2 separate regions of the Mus musculus genome follow, and region 2 is linked to region 1. The links are chromatin contacts, called in public promoter capture Hi-C maps. All regions are on one chromosome and are shown on one strand. The core of a region is the stretch at or near the end of the contact, and the rest is flanking DNA. Distances in the headings are between cores, read along the strand shown. Region 1 holds the start of Ugt2b1 (UDP glucuronosyltransferase 2 family, polypeptide B1). Region 2 holds the start of Ugt2b38 (UDP glucuronosyltransferase 2 family, polypeptide B38).

Region 1 (7,472 bases), core at 3,499-5,998:
TTGTCCTTAGGCAATGTCAGATTCTTGCCAAGCAGTCCCCCAAAGGCTCTCCACTATAAGTGGTACATTTACGCACTGGAATACTACATAACTATTAAAAACAGTAACTTCCATGGGTGTTTTGTTCCCTATTCTAAGGAGGAATGAAGTATACACACATTGGTCTTCCTTCTTCTTGATCTTCTTGTGTTTTGCAAATTGTATCTTGGATATTAAACCTTTCTGGGCTAATATCCACTTATCAGTGAGTGCATATCAAGTGACTTTTTTTGTGATTGGGTTACCTCACTAAGGATGATATCCTCCAGATACATCCATTTGCCCAAGAATTTCATAAATTCATTCTTTTTAATAGCTGAGTAGTACTCCATTGTGTAAATGTACCACATTTTCTGTATCCATTCCTCTGTTGAGGGACATCTGGGTTCTTTCCAGCTTCTTGTTATTATAAATAAGGCTGCTGTGAACATAGTAGAGCATGTGTCCTTATTACAAGTTGGAACATCTTCTGGGTATATGCTCAGGAGAGGTATTGCTGGATCTTCCAGTAGTACTATGTCCAATTTTCTGAGGAACTGCCAGACTAATTTCCAGAGCGGTTGTACAAGCTTTCAATCCCACCAGCAATAGAGGAGTGCTCCTTTTTCTCCACATCCTTGACAGCATGTCCTGTCACCTGAATTTTTGGTCTTAGCCATTCTGACTGGAGTGAGGTGGAATGTCAGGGTTGTTTTGATTTGTATTTCCCTGATGATTAAGGAGACAAAGTTTGGAGCTAAGAGGAAAGGATGGACTATCCAGAGACTACCCCACCCGGGGATCCATCAGTCACCAAACACAGACACTACTGCATATACCAACAAGATTTTGCTGAAAGTACCTTGATATAGCTATTTCGAGTGAGGTTATGCCAGTGCCTGGCAAATACAGAAGTGGATGCTCACAGTCATCTATAGGATGAAACACAGGGCCCCTAATGGAGGAGCTAGAGAAAGTACCCAAGGAGCTAGAGAGGTCTGCAACCCTGTAGGTGGAACAACAATATGCACTACCCAGTATCCCCAGAGCTTGTGTCTCTAGCTGCATATGTAGCAGAAGATGGCCTAGTTGGCCATCATTGGGAAGAGAGGAGCCTTGGTCTTGCAAACTTTATATGCCCCAGGACAGGGGAACACCAAGGCCAAGAAGTGGGAGTGGGTGGGTAAGGGAGCCAGGGGGGTGGGTGGAGTATAGGGAACTTTCCGGGTAGCATTTGAAATGTAAGTAAAGAAAATATATAATTAGAAAAAAACAGAGAAAATGTAAGAAAATAAAAGTAAGCTATGTTACATTAAAAAAAAAAACAGTAACTTCATGAAATTTGCAGGCAAATGGATGGAACTTGAAAATATCATGCTGGATGAGGTAACTCAGTCACAAAAGAACATGCACGATATGTATTCGTTAATAAGTGGACATTAGCCCAAAAGTACAGAGTACAGAGGATTTAATTCTCAGACCATAAGAAGCCTAAGAAGAAAGAAGACCAAAATATGGATGCTTCAGTGCTTCTTAGAAGGTTGAATAAAATACTCACAGGAGAAAATATGGAGAAAAAGTGTGGAGCAGAGATTTAAGAAAAGACCATCCAGAGACTTCCCACATGAGGATAAAAAGCCACCAAAGTCAGACACTATTGTGGGTACCTGGAAGTGCTTGCTGATGGAAGTCTGATATGGCTGTCTCCTGAGAGGTTCTGCCAGAGCCTGAAAAATACAGAGGTGGATGCTCACAACCAACCATTAGAATGAGTGCTGGGGGTACAAGATGAAGGAGCTGGAGAAAGGACTACTGAAGCTTAGGGGGGTTGAAGCCCCATGGAGAGGGCAGCAGTGTCAACAGGCCAGATCCCAGTAGCTCCTGTGCACTGGACCACAAACCAAAAGATACACATGGAGGAACCCATGGCAATGGCCGCATATGTTAAAGAGGATAGCCTTGTTGGTCATGGTCAGGAGGAGAGGCCATTGTGACTGAGGGTGTTCAATGCCCCAGTGTACCGAAATGCCAGAACTGGGGCAGAAAAAATGTGAGTGGGTGGGTGGGTCGGGGAGCACCATCATATAGGCAGAGGGAGAGGGGATGGTATATGGGGTCTCCAGAGGGGAGACCTGAAAAGCAGAAAACATTTGAAACATAAATAAAGAAAATATTCAATTTTTATGAAAGGCACAATACTTGCTTGTAAGAAGTGAATCAATTGGTGCTTGCTTCAGCAGCACATATACTAAAATTGGAACGATACAGAGAAGATTAGCATAGCCCCTGCACAAGGATGACACACAAATTCAGAAGCATTCCATATTTTTTTCAACACCCATTCATGATAAAAGTCTTGGAAAGATCAGGAATTCAAGGCCCGTACCTAAACATAATAAAATCAATCTCCAGCAAATCAGTTGCCAACATCAAACTAAATGGTGAGAAGCTGGAAGCAATTCCACTAAAATCAGGGACTAGACAAGACTGCCCACTTTCTCCCTACCTATTCAATATAGTACTTGAAGTCCTAGCCAGAGCAATTCGACAACAAAAGGAGGTTAAGGGGATAAAAATTGGAAAGGAAAAAGTCAAAATATCACTATTTGCATATGATAAAATAGTATATATAAGTGACCTAAACATTCCACCAGAGAACTCCTAATCCTGATAAACAGCTTCAGTGAAGTAGCTGGATAAAAAATTAACTCAAACAAGTCAATGGCCTCCCTCTACACAAAGGATAAACAGGCTGAGAATGAAATTAGGGAAATAACACCCTTCACAATAGTCACAAATAATATAAAATACCTTAGCTTGACTCTAACTAAGGAAGTAAAAGATCTGTATGATAAGAACTTCGAGTCTCTGAAGAAAGAAATCAAAGAAGATCTCAGAATATGGAAAGATCTCCCATGCTCATGGATTGACAGGATCAATATAGTAAAATGGCTATCTTGCCAAAAGCAATCTACAGGTTCAATGCAATGCCATCAAAATGCCAACTCAATTCTTCAACGAGTTAGAAAGGGCAATTTGAAAATTCATCTGGAATAACAAAAAAAAAACTAGGATAGCATAAAACTCTTCTCAAGGATAAAAGAACCTCTGGTGGAATCACCATGCCTGACGTAAAGCTGTACTACAGAACAATTGTGATAAAACAAAACAAAACAAAACAAACAAACAAAAAAAAAAACACTGCATGATACTGGTATAGCGACAGACAGGTAGACCAATAGAATAAAATTGAAGACTCAGAAATGAACCCACACACCTATGGTCACTTGATCTTTGACAAGGGAGCTAAAACCATCCAGTGGAAAAAAGACAGCATTTTCAACAAACGGTGCGGGCACAACTGGCGGTTATCATGTAGAAGAATGGAATTGATCCATTCTTATCTTCTTGTACTAAGGTCAAGTCTAAGTGGATCAAGGAACTTCACATAAAACCAGAGACACTGAAACATATAGAGGAGAAAGTGAGGAAAAACTGCGAAGATATGGGCACAGGGGAAAAATTCCTGAATAGAACAGCAATGGCTTGTGCTGTAAGATCGAGAATGAACAAATGGGACCTCATAAAATTGCAAAGCTTTTGTAAGGCAAAGGACACTGTCAATAAGACAAAAAGGCCACCAACAGATTGGGAAAGGATCTTTACCAATCCTAAATCAGGTAGGGGACTAATATTCAATATATATAAAGAACTCAAGAAGATAAACTCCAGAAAATCAAATAACCCCATTAAAAAAATGGGGCTCAGAACTAAACAAAGAATTCCCAGCTAAGGAATACCGAATGGCTGAGAAGCACCTGAAAAATGTTCAACATCCTTAATCATCAGGGAAATGCAAATCAAAACAACCCTGAGATTCCACCTCACCCCAGTCAGAATGGCTAAGATCAAAAATTCATTAGGCTATAAGGTACACAGATGCTGGCGAGGATGTGGAGAAAGAGGAACACTCCTCAATTGCTGGTGGGGTTGCAAGCTTGTACAACCACTCTGGAAATCAGTCTGGCGATTCCTTAGAAAATTGGACATAGTACTACTGGAAGATCCTGCAATACCTCTCCTGGGCATATATCCAGAAGATTTTCCAACTGGTAATAAGGAACATGCTCCACTATATTCATAGCAGCCTTATTAATAATAGCCAGAAACTGGAAACAACCCAGATGTCCCTCAACAGAGGAATGGATACAGAAAATGTGGTACATTTACACAATGGAGTACTACTCAGCTATTAAAAACAATGAATTTATGAAATTTAGGTAAATGGATGGATCTGGAAGGTATCATCCTGAGTGACGTAACCCAACCACAAAAGAACTTAACATGATATGTACTCACTGGTGAGTGAATATTAACCCAGAAACTAAGAATACCCAAGATACAATTTGCAAAACCCATGCAACTCAAGAAGAAGGAATACCAAAGTGTTGATACTTCGTTCCACCTTTGAATGGGAAAATAATATTGAAAAAGAAAAGAAAAAGAAGTGAATCAATTGTAGCTCAATACTATCAGGGACAAAAAAGACAAACTTCGTGAACCTTGAGCTCATGTTCCATGTGTGTATTTACTTAGAATGTTACACCATCAGACTCATCTAGTCAGTGATGTGGTTAGAAGTTATATGTTAACTTCTTGATTGACAGAACTTACATAAAAGCAGAAAAAAACTGTGAAGAATGACAAATATCAAAAACATTCTCTTTCAGCAAGATGTCTATGAAACAGGCTTCAGTTTTTCTGTTGATACAGTTCATATGCTATATTAGACCTGGAGCCTGTGGGAAAGTGCTGGTGTGGCCTACAGAATACAGCCATTGGATAAATATGAAAATAATCCTGGATGAACTTGTCCAGAGAGGTCATGACGTCACCGTTCTCATATCTTCTGCTTCCATCCTCATTGGGCCGAGCAATGAATCTTCTATTAATTTTGAAATTTATTCTGCACCTTTGAGTAAAGATGATCTTGAATATGCTTTTGAAAAATGGGTAGGAAACTGGACATACGAATTAAAAAAACTTCCATTTTGGACATCTTATTCAAAACTGCAAAAAATCTCCAGTGAATATTCAGACATGATTGAAAGTTTCTGCAAAGCAGTAGTTTGGAACAAGAGCCTCATGAAAAAACTCCAAGGATCTAAGTTTGATGTCGTTCTAGCAGATGCCTTGGTTCCCTGTGGTGAGCTGCTATCAGAACTGCTTAAGACACCTTTAGTATACAGTCTCCGCTTCTGTCCTGGATACAAATGTGAAAAGTACAGTGGGGGCCTTCCACTCCCCCCTTCCTATGTGCCTGTGGTTCTGTCAGAACTAAGTGACCACATGACATTTGCAGAAAGGGTGAAGAATATGTTGCAGGTGTTGCTTTTTGACTTTTGGTTTCAAACATTTAACGAGAAATCCTGGAATCAGTTTTACAGTGATGTTCTAGGTAAACTGTGCCTTTCATTGTTACTGTGAAATCCTGACTTGATGTTTTTTTGAATGAGAATGTGTATAGGTGAATATAAAGGCATAGAATGAGATTCTTAATTGTGAGCTGATAGAGTAAAAATAGAAGAGAATCAAATAGGCTCTTAGCAAGGCAAAATACTGCAGAGTAATTATACAGAACACTTCAGAAATTACTAACCATGCAAAATTAGACAAGGAAGATTTCTCTTGGTGATCATTTGATCTGCTCTACATTGTCTAAGTATAAGAAACTCCAGGTTTCATTGAGTGCTTTAATATCTGTAAATGAGAACACTACAGAGTCATAATTCATTACCACAACTATTTGTGTAGCACTGAAGAAAACACATTTCCTTAAGACATTTACTCACTTAGAAATTAAAACATTTATCAAGAATGTCCTGAAAGCTTATTCACAATTAAATTGTACCACTAGAACCAGAAACAGTCAAGGCAACTTGATTTTCTTAGAATTTGAGTTGGATCATATCTATAAAACTTAATCTTAAAGCCTTAAATCTTGATAGAAATGCATAGGTTTTTATTATTTTCAAAATACCTTTTCATTAAATAAAATATTACCTAATTTATTAGGAGAAACAGTTTAAATATTAACTGCTTATACAAATACCCAGCTATAACTTTGAGATATACAACTAAGTTAGTGATACTAGTCTCCTGTAACGGACATAGTACAGCAGGGATAAAAGAAAATTAGTCATTCCTTACCAATTATCACATTGCATTTCAAGAATCAGAAACCAAAAGCATAGCTACTAAAATGTGTAAAATAGACTAAATATTCTACAAAAGCTGTGTTTCTAAGCATTTTCAAGCACCTTTGCAAGAGCAAAATTTCAAATTTATTGGTGCAACGTTGGAAATCAATGTAATTTTCACACAATATTTATGTTAATACAATTATATCATAAATCATAACTGGAACATTTTAAATTGCTTGTCTACATGACCTCAACTCATTGCAGAAATCACATGCTTTATTCCAGACAAACTCCTTTCACCATAGTGTATTTGTTTTTGGTTTTGGGGTGCAGGGAGACCTACAACATTAACTGAGATGATGGGGAAGGCAGACATATGGCTCGTTCGAACCTTCTGGGACTTGAAATTTCCTCACCCTTTCTTGCCTAATTTTGACTTTGTTGGAGGACTCCATTGTAAACCAGCCAAACCACTGCCTAAGGTAACTCTACATTGTTTCCCTTGGTAAACTGTTTTTCCTTTTCATGGAAACAATTCTTAACCACTATTTCCAGATGTTTGGTTTTATGAAACATATATCAAGTGGATTAGAACTCTCTGACAATTAAGATATACATTATTTCCTTACATCTCTGAATCTTCTTACTCTTAAGCAAAGTATTATACCACTTTAGAATGTGGTCAGTGATTTAAAGGTGTTTAGGTAACTCATAAAAGAGAATTTATGCTCTCTTCAAGAACATATAGTAAATGCCAGAGACGTGTTGAACAGCTAAAGAAATAAAGAATCAATATCTTCACTAAATAGAAATTGTATTCTACTTGGAAACATTATAGTGATGAAGAGATGTTATATACACTGTGACAAACGTTATACATTGTTATATTAGATAAACAGATAAGTTGAAGATATATCCAACAGAGATGAGATGTAATGTCCTAGAATCCTTGTGAAGTTACAATGACCTAGCCAATGTACAGGGTTAGATTAATGAATGAAAAGAAGAGAGGAAAAATAGAAAATTGAAACAACCATTGAAAGAATGACAGACTTAGATAAGCAGGACGATGACATGGCAGGCAGGAGTTTTTGGACAGCTTCATGTATGCATGTTCCACACATGGCTCTCTTTTAACCTTTCCACTTCCTTGGAGTCTTTCTACCCTTAGGTTCTGCAGGGATTTATTTTTTGTCTTTGTAGTTTCCACATGCAAAAGAAAACAACACTTATCTTTCTGTTTCTGGCTTA
Region 2 (7,472 bases), core at 2,757-5,256, 500 kb before region 1:
TCTCCTGATTTATGCAGGAGGGTCAGGTGATAGAGGGAAAGATATGAGTTGGTTATTTTTTCCCTCTGGTAAAATGTAGTAGTGTGCTAACTGTGAATCCCACCAAACTAGTCATGTAGACTCTGAAAGATAAGGTCTTCTCCTACAGGGTGTGACAAGAAGCTACTGAGTCCCTGCATACTCTGACATGCCAGGTTAAGCTCCTGTTCATTCTTATCTGTTTTCTGAGTCAAGATTGTAGCTGCCTTGTGCTCAATTTCCTTTTAAAAGACAATTATTTTATTGTACAGAATTAGATATACCTATAACATATTTTCATCAAATCACCAACTCTCTCTTGCCCACCATTTTTCCTGCTACACCCCACCACTTTTTATTCCCAATTTGATATGTATTTTTAAAACCAAATTGAGTCCACTTAGTCTTGCCAGAATGTGGCTAGGAATAATGTTAAGTTTTGTTCTGTTGCTTTGTATTGTAATACTAAATAGTAGACCCCAAGGTCTGCTTGCTCCCAGGCACAAGGAGTTCCTCACATATAACAAGTGATGCTATGTAACTTTACCCTGCATCACAAGTTATTCCGGATTCATCAATAAAGATGCCTACTGCTGGGCAGAAAAGGTAAGCATAAATTCAGTACACAGTCTTAGGTCTGAAGCAAAGACCATGAGGAGGAGGAAGAGGAGGAGGAGGAGGAGGAGGAGGAGGAGGAGGAGGAGGAGGAGGAGGAGGAGGTAGTGGTGGGGGAGGAGGAGTCCGGAGAGGAGAGGAGAGGAGAGGAGAGGAGAGGAGAGGAGAGGAGAGGAGAGGAGAGGAGAGGAGAGGAGAGGAGAGAGAGGAGAGGAGAACCGAAGATGTTATGGGGTAGTTGAACCATGAAAAAATGACAATGAAGACTGACCAGTGTGAAGAGAAGAAGCCCAAATGGAAATTTCCAAGTTATAACTCAGGGTTATTGACAGAGATGTAGATAAAATAGCAAAGAGGGTTGATATATGCCCAGCTCTAGTACTGTTAAGATTAATTTTATTTATAAAGGCTTTGTATCTTTTAGTTAGCAACTGAATGATCAAGGATAGGTAGAAATTCCCCGTTAAATATTTACCACAATAGTATAAAGCCATCTCCCGAGTAATGGCTAGATTTCTTATTCTGAAGCTCCTGACTTCATCCATAGTAGCAATCACCTGTCAGTAACTCCTCAAGTAGGGATGGGAATTCTAGTGTCTCTATGGGCTATGATCTGCAATCTTGGGCAAGTTTTGAGCATACAGTCATTACCTCTGGGATTTGTATGTGCAAGAGTTCTTCAGTGTTCAGAGAATTCTAGCCACCACATCAATGTTGTGCAATCTCAACATATCCCTTTATGCTTTGGTACTTTAGAGAAGGGGCCAATGAAATATCTGTTTTAATTTTCGAGGTTTTATGACTTTGCTGAAGGGAGAACTGAATGAAATGTCTCATGAAATTCTTACAGACTTGTCATCAGGTTGTTTATGGTTTACTGCAAGTATACCACAAAATACTTGTCATACACTTATATTGCTGAATTGGATTACATGATTACATGAATCAACAGAGATACAAACATTTTTCATTCATTATGTGCTGTGGACTAGATTCAGTTAGTCTCTCAACTTATGGGAAACCAGGATTTCAGTAATCAGATGGACAAGCAGTCAGGATGACAAACAGACACAAACACAGGGGAGGACTGTTGATCTGAATGTAATGTCTCAAAGTGAGCATCAGATTTATATTACAGAAGAAAACAAAGAAGTTAGGTGACACATAAGCCAAGGTACATTGAAGTTATCTGAGACAAAACAGAGACTGCATAAAAAAAGACTGCAAGGAAACATGCAGTGTTTACAATTGAGATAAGATCAACCCTATCAAAAGTCAGCTATTGACAGGAGCCAGGTGAGGATTTCACACCCTAGCCACAATTTATGCTATTCCTCTGATCTTTGTGATAGTTTGCACCAGGGGGACTCTGCTCTTGCTGACCTTTTTATGAATAATGCAATACTGTGTATTTCCTCTTTAAACCACAACCCTCCTTCTTCCTAGGTCATTGTAAATTCTTGCATATGGGAGTAACTTGGCTGCTCTTTTAAGTGTCTGTAGGGAATACCCATTGGTCAGAAGAACTCACTAATTTTCTTTTAGCATGCAATGTAGTCTGCCATACCTGACTGTAGGGAGAATTCTAAGTTTACTATTTTGACTAGCCCTGAGATTACTAACTCCTATCTGGCAAACTGTGAGATGCCTGATTCCTAATTGCCAACACTGGGGCATTTCGTCTAAATGAGTATCATTCTTACGAAATTCCAAGCCCAGGACTTGGAATTGGCTCCAAGAATCCTAGGAAATTGGTGAAGGCCAGGAAGCAAAGTTCAGTCTAGCTTAGGTATTTGACAAATTATTTCTCGGAGGTACCTATAATAAAATAATACTGAAAGAAAGCACATAGATCTATTCACTTACTAATGAAAGGACAAGTTTGGAGCATTCATGTTACAGGATGCCAAGGCTACAGGAGACTAAGTTTCAGTGAAACTTTTTTGCCTTGGGGCTGCCATGCAGTCTTCACTGGAGTGGGTGTGGCATTTGCCCTCTTTATACTTTTTAGATGAAATTTCAGAATGTTCCACCTCTATCTCAGAAGATCTCTAAAGATAAATGGAAACACAACAATTAATAAAATAATGTCAATTATAATAGCAAGCAAGAATATATACTGAACTCAATATAAGGTATTTTTTTAAATTAGGTATTTATTTCAGTTACATTTCCAATGCTATCCCAAAAGTCCCCCACACGCTCCCTGACCCACTCCCCCACCCTCCCACTCCCACTTCTTGGCCCTGGCATTCCCCTGTACTGAGACATATAAAGTTTGCACGACTGACCAATGGGCCTCTCTTTCCACTGATGGCCGACTAGGCCATCTTCTGATATATATGCAGCTAGAGACATGAGCTCCGGGGGGTACTGATTAGTTCATATTGTTGTTCCACTTATAGGGTTGCAGATCCCTTTAGGTCCTTGCTTACTTTCTCTAGCTCCCCCATTGGGGGCCCTGTGATCCATCCAATAGCTGACTGTGAGCATCCACTTCTGTGTTTGCTAGGCCCCAGCATAGTCTCACAAGAGACAGCTATGTCTAGGTCCTTTCAGCAAAATCTTGCTAGTGTATGCAATGGTGTCAGCGTTTGGAAGCTGATTATGGGATGGATCCTCGGATATGGCAGTCTCTAGATGGACCATCCTTTTGACTCAGCTCCAAATTTTGTCTATGTAACTCCTTCCATGGATGTTTTGTTCCCAATTCTAAGAAGGGACAAAGTGTCCACACCTTGGTCTTCGTTCTTCTTGAGTTTCATGTGTTTTGCAAATTGTATCTTCTATCTTGTGTATTCTAGGTTTCTGGGCTAATATCCACTTATCAGTGAGTACATATTTTGTGATTGGGTTACCTCACTCAAGATGATGCCCTCCAGGTCCATATGTCTCTTAAAATGTCTAGAACCAGCCTTTTAAATGAAGACTGTTATTTCTAATATTGGATTGATTATTAGAACAGTCCATGATTGAATCAGAATAATTGGTCACATTAAAGGAAAGGGAAGAATCATCATGACATTTAACTATGTAAATTAATATGTTTTCAAGGTCATATAGAGGAGAATTCAGAGACCAGCCATATTATGAGGTCACTAGTTTTATGAGACATTTTAGAATATTTTAATATCTACGTACCATTAATAATTGAACATGACATCATTATTTCTTGGCTATTTGAAAACATGCCATCATAAGAGACATGAATCACTCTCATGTAAACAGGGATTAATTGAAATCATTCTTCAATTATTTTCCCATCACCATAGTTCTGGTCATTTAATTATCAGCTCTGGGAAATGCAAGTTATAGTTTAACCTCTGGGCTGAAGCTTCTTGGATAAAAGGTCAAGCAGTGACAAAAGTAAATGGACTGTGAAGAGAAGGATTTTGATTTTCAGGATGCCTGGAAAGTGGATTTCTGCTCTGCTGCTGCTGCAGATAAGTTGCTGCTTCAGATCTGTGAAATGTGGGAAAGTGTTGGTGTGGCCGATGGAATTCAGTCATTGGATGAACATAAAAATAATACTGGATGAACTGGTACAGAGAGGCCATGAAGTCACTGTTCTGAGACCTTCAGCTTACTATGTTCTTGATCCCAAAAAATCACCTGGCCTTAAGTTTGAAACTTTTCCTACATCTGTCAGTAAAGACAATCTGGAAAATTTTTTCATTAAGTTTGTGGATGTGTGGACTTATGAAATGCCAAGGGATACATGTTTGTCATATTCTCCTTTACTGCAAAATATGATTGATGAATTTTCTGATTATTTTCTAAGTCTTTGTAAAGATGTTGTTTCAAACAAAGAGCTCATGACAAAGCTACAGGAATCCAAGTTTGATGTGCTTTTGTCAGATCCTGTTGCTTCCTGTGGGGAGCTCATAGCTGAACTGCTCCAGATTCCTTTTCTGTACAGTATCCGCTTCTCTCCAGGCTACCAAATTGAAAAGTCCAGCGGGAGATTTCTACTCCCTCCCTCTTATGTACCTGTAATTCTGTCAGGATTAGGTGGACAAATGACATTCATAGAGAGAGTAAAAAATATGATATGCAGGCTTTATTTTGACTTTTGGTTCCAGATGTTTAATGATAAGAAATGGGACTCATTTTACAGTGAATATTTGGGTAAGTTAAATTTTTTTCTAAGTTGCTTGAATACCTAAGTTTCACAAGTATGGAAATCTTTATGTCCATGAAATAGAAAGTGTAAGAGTCTTTTATAAGTGATCAAATGTATAATGATATAAACTATCAAACTCACAAGCTCTTGTAAAAACTCATATATTTGATCAAATAGGAGAAGGTATCGGTATCAGTGCTGATAGAAGACATTTTGGTTAGCTATACAATTACATAGAGATGAAATTAGATGGTCCCTAAGTGATTCTTTACTCATTTAATGACATATTTTATAATATATATATATGGAAGGAGTTATTTTCTCTTGCCTCGGCCTGGGTCTTTATTTAAAATGAAAATGTAGGGTCAGAAAACATGCCCAAAGAGTTAAGATTGTTTCTGTATAGTATAGTACCAGAGCACTCTTCCAGGCACCACTCATGTACAGTGGCTCAAAATTGCCTGTATCTTCAGCTTCAAGGAAACTGCTGCCATTTATCATCTCCACAGACACTGGCATAAACAATATATACTTGTGCAGATACACATACATATAAATGTAAAGATAAAACAAAATATTTTCTTTGTTTATCATTTAAAAATCCCCCTTATCTTGAAAACCATTATATTATTTCCAAAGTTTAAAAGTGGAACAGATATTTCTACCAGTCCCACATTTGCTTATTGGGCCATTTCCTAAATTCAATTGCAAATGCCTAAATTTTACAAAGGCATCGACACATATGCTGTGCTTTTTTGAAGTCACCTTTTTGCTCTTAAAAATGTACCACATGTAAGACTAGCCAAAAAATTTCTATTCTCATAATTCTGAATGTATCGAGATTGCTTTATAGTATAAGTACTATTAAATAACTCAATATAAAAAATAATAGAAGCATTAACCACAAATTCAATCATTTATAAACTTTACAGCTCCCTGAAAGGAATGAAAATAGCTATAAACTATCATGATCCTTGGAATTCTGGTCAGGGTACTCAGGGTGGTGAGAGTTTTGGTCATGGAATGTGTGTTTGTATTTACATAGTTTTGGTTTTTTTTTTTTTTTTTTTTTTGAAGATTTGGAGAAGAAAAAAATGTGTGCTGCTTTATATATTTGCTTGTTGAGTTATTTCTGTAATTATTTACAGTTTTAAATTACAGAGGAAACATGAAATAACTCTTACATATTGCTTTAAAAGTAAATACAAGGTCAGGCAATGGTGGCACATGCCTTTAATCCCAGCACGCAGGGACAGGCAGATTTCTAAGATTGAGGCCAGCCTGGTCTACAGAGTGAGTTGCAGGACAGCCAGGGTTATACAGAGGAACCCTGTTTCAAAAAAAAAAAGAAAGAAAGAAAGAAAGAAAGAAAGAAAGAAAGAAAGAAAGAAGGAAGGAAGGAAGGAAGGAAGGAAGGAAGGAAGGAAGGAAGGAAAGAAAGAAAGAGAGAAAGAAAGAAAGAAGGAAAGAAAGAAAAAAGAAAGAAAAAGAAAAAAGAAAAAGGAAAGAAAAGAAACACAAATTAACAGGTATCTTTAATCCACAAATCAATTATCTATGATATATTACATATAAAAATATTACATTTTAAATGTACAAGTTCTATATCAAATACAAATTCTTCCAACGTCTTTAAGGAAATATATTTTATACTCAGCAGACAGTCCTGTCAACTTTTCTCTGTCTAATTTTCTCATCTTCTCCATCTAGGAAGGCCCACCACCTTAGCTGAGACAATGGGCAAGGCAGAAATGTGGCTCATTAGATCCAACTGGGATTTGGAGTTTCCTCACCCAACCTTACCAAATGTTGACTATGTTGGAGGACTCCACTGCAAACCTGCTAAACCTTTGCCTAAGGTAAATATACTCTTTTTATCTCGTTTTCATTTCATATCATTTCTGGTGAAATAATTATATATTTTTCCTTATATTTTTCTCCCAATGATAGAGATATGTGGGAAGTGAAATTATGATTCTTCCTTAGTAGGAACTCTACAAACTCAGGAAAGAATATGACAGACATAAAAAATATTTATATCAGTGAGTTAAGACAGGTAGTGACTGTATTAGAGTGGTTAGTCATTGGGTAAAGTCTTTACCAAGCAACCATGAGGATGTGAGTTTTACTCCCAGGAGCCACAAAAAAAGTTTAGTGTTCTAGCAAAGCATGTAGGAGCTGAAGTAACAAGTTAATACTGAGGATACAAACCTGATAAGATGGTGAGATTTATGTTCAATGAGAGACAGTCTCAAAAATAAAATGTTAAAGTTAACAGATTAGAACATCTGATTGTTATCATGACCTTTATTGGCTAAAACAAAGGCAGGGAATTTGGAGACATTAAGAAAATACTCTCATTTATACACAATATCAGAAAAATATCACATAATTTTACCATACAGTTATGATTATTTTATAAAGAGCCAAATATTTTATTTATCACAGGAGGAAGGATGCATTAACTTATAACATAGGTACATATCACAACATAGATGTTATTTCAGTAAACACTAGCTAATAATATTAAATTAGCCATTATATGAACAAATTTAACAGCGAGCCAAAATTTATAAATTCTGCAGGATGAAAAATATAATGGAGCTACAATTTTACAAATATTTCACATACTATACTTGCATTTCTTAGCTTTCATTTTGCCAGGGAATATATTGAGAAGGTTTGTTGAACATATGTGAGTGCACTTCATTCTGCT

Evidence for each region. Promoter capture Hi-C pulls out the DNA fragments that hold promoters and counts their contacts.
Region 2: a contact with region 1 is called in a promoter capture Hi-C map of liver, with 4 times the contacts expected there. The contact joins the promoter of Ugt2b38 here to the promoter of Ugt2b1 in region 1. A contact is called at or near these places in 2 of 39 promoter capture datasets (hippocampal neurons and liver).

What each region holds. Positions count from the first base shown.
Region 1 is chr5:86,923,779-86,931,250 of GRCm38.p6, reverse strand. Ugt2b1 (UDP glucuronosyltransferase 2 family, polypeptide B1) reads left to right here and starts at 4,748. Exons shown (of 6, transcript NM_152811.1): 1 at 4,748-5,476; 2 at 6,555-6,703. The coding sequence starts at 4,753. It overlaps Gm24121 (a small nuclear RNA gene), which reads left to right and starts at 2,243; the gene lies at 2,243-2,348.
Region 2 is chr5:87,420,737-87,428,208 of GRCm38.p6, reverse strand. It overlaps Ugt2b38 (UDP glucuronosyltransferase 2 family, polypeptide B38), which reads left to right and starts at 4,006. Exons shown (of 6, transcript NM_133894.2): 1 at 4,006-4,761; 2 at 6,467-6,615. The coding sequence starts at 4,038.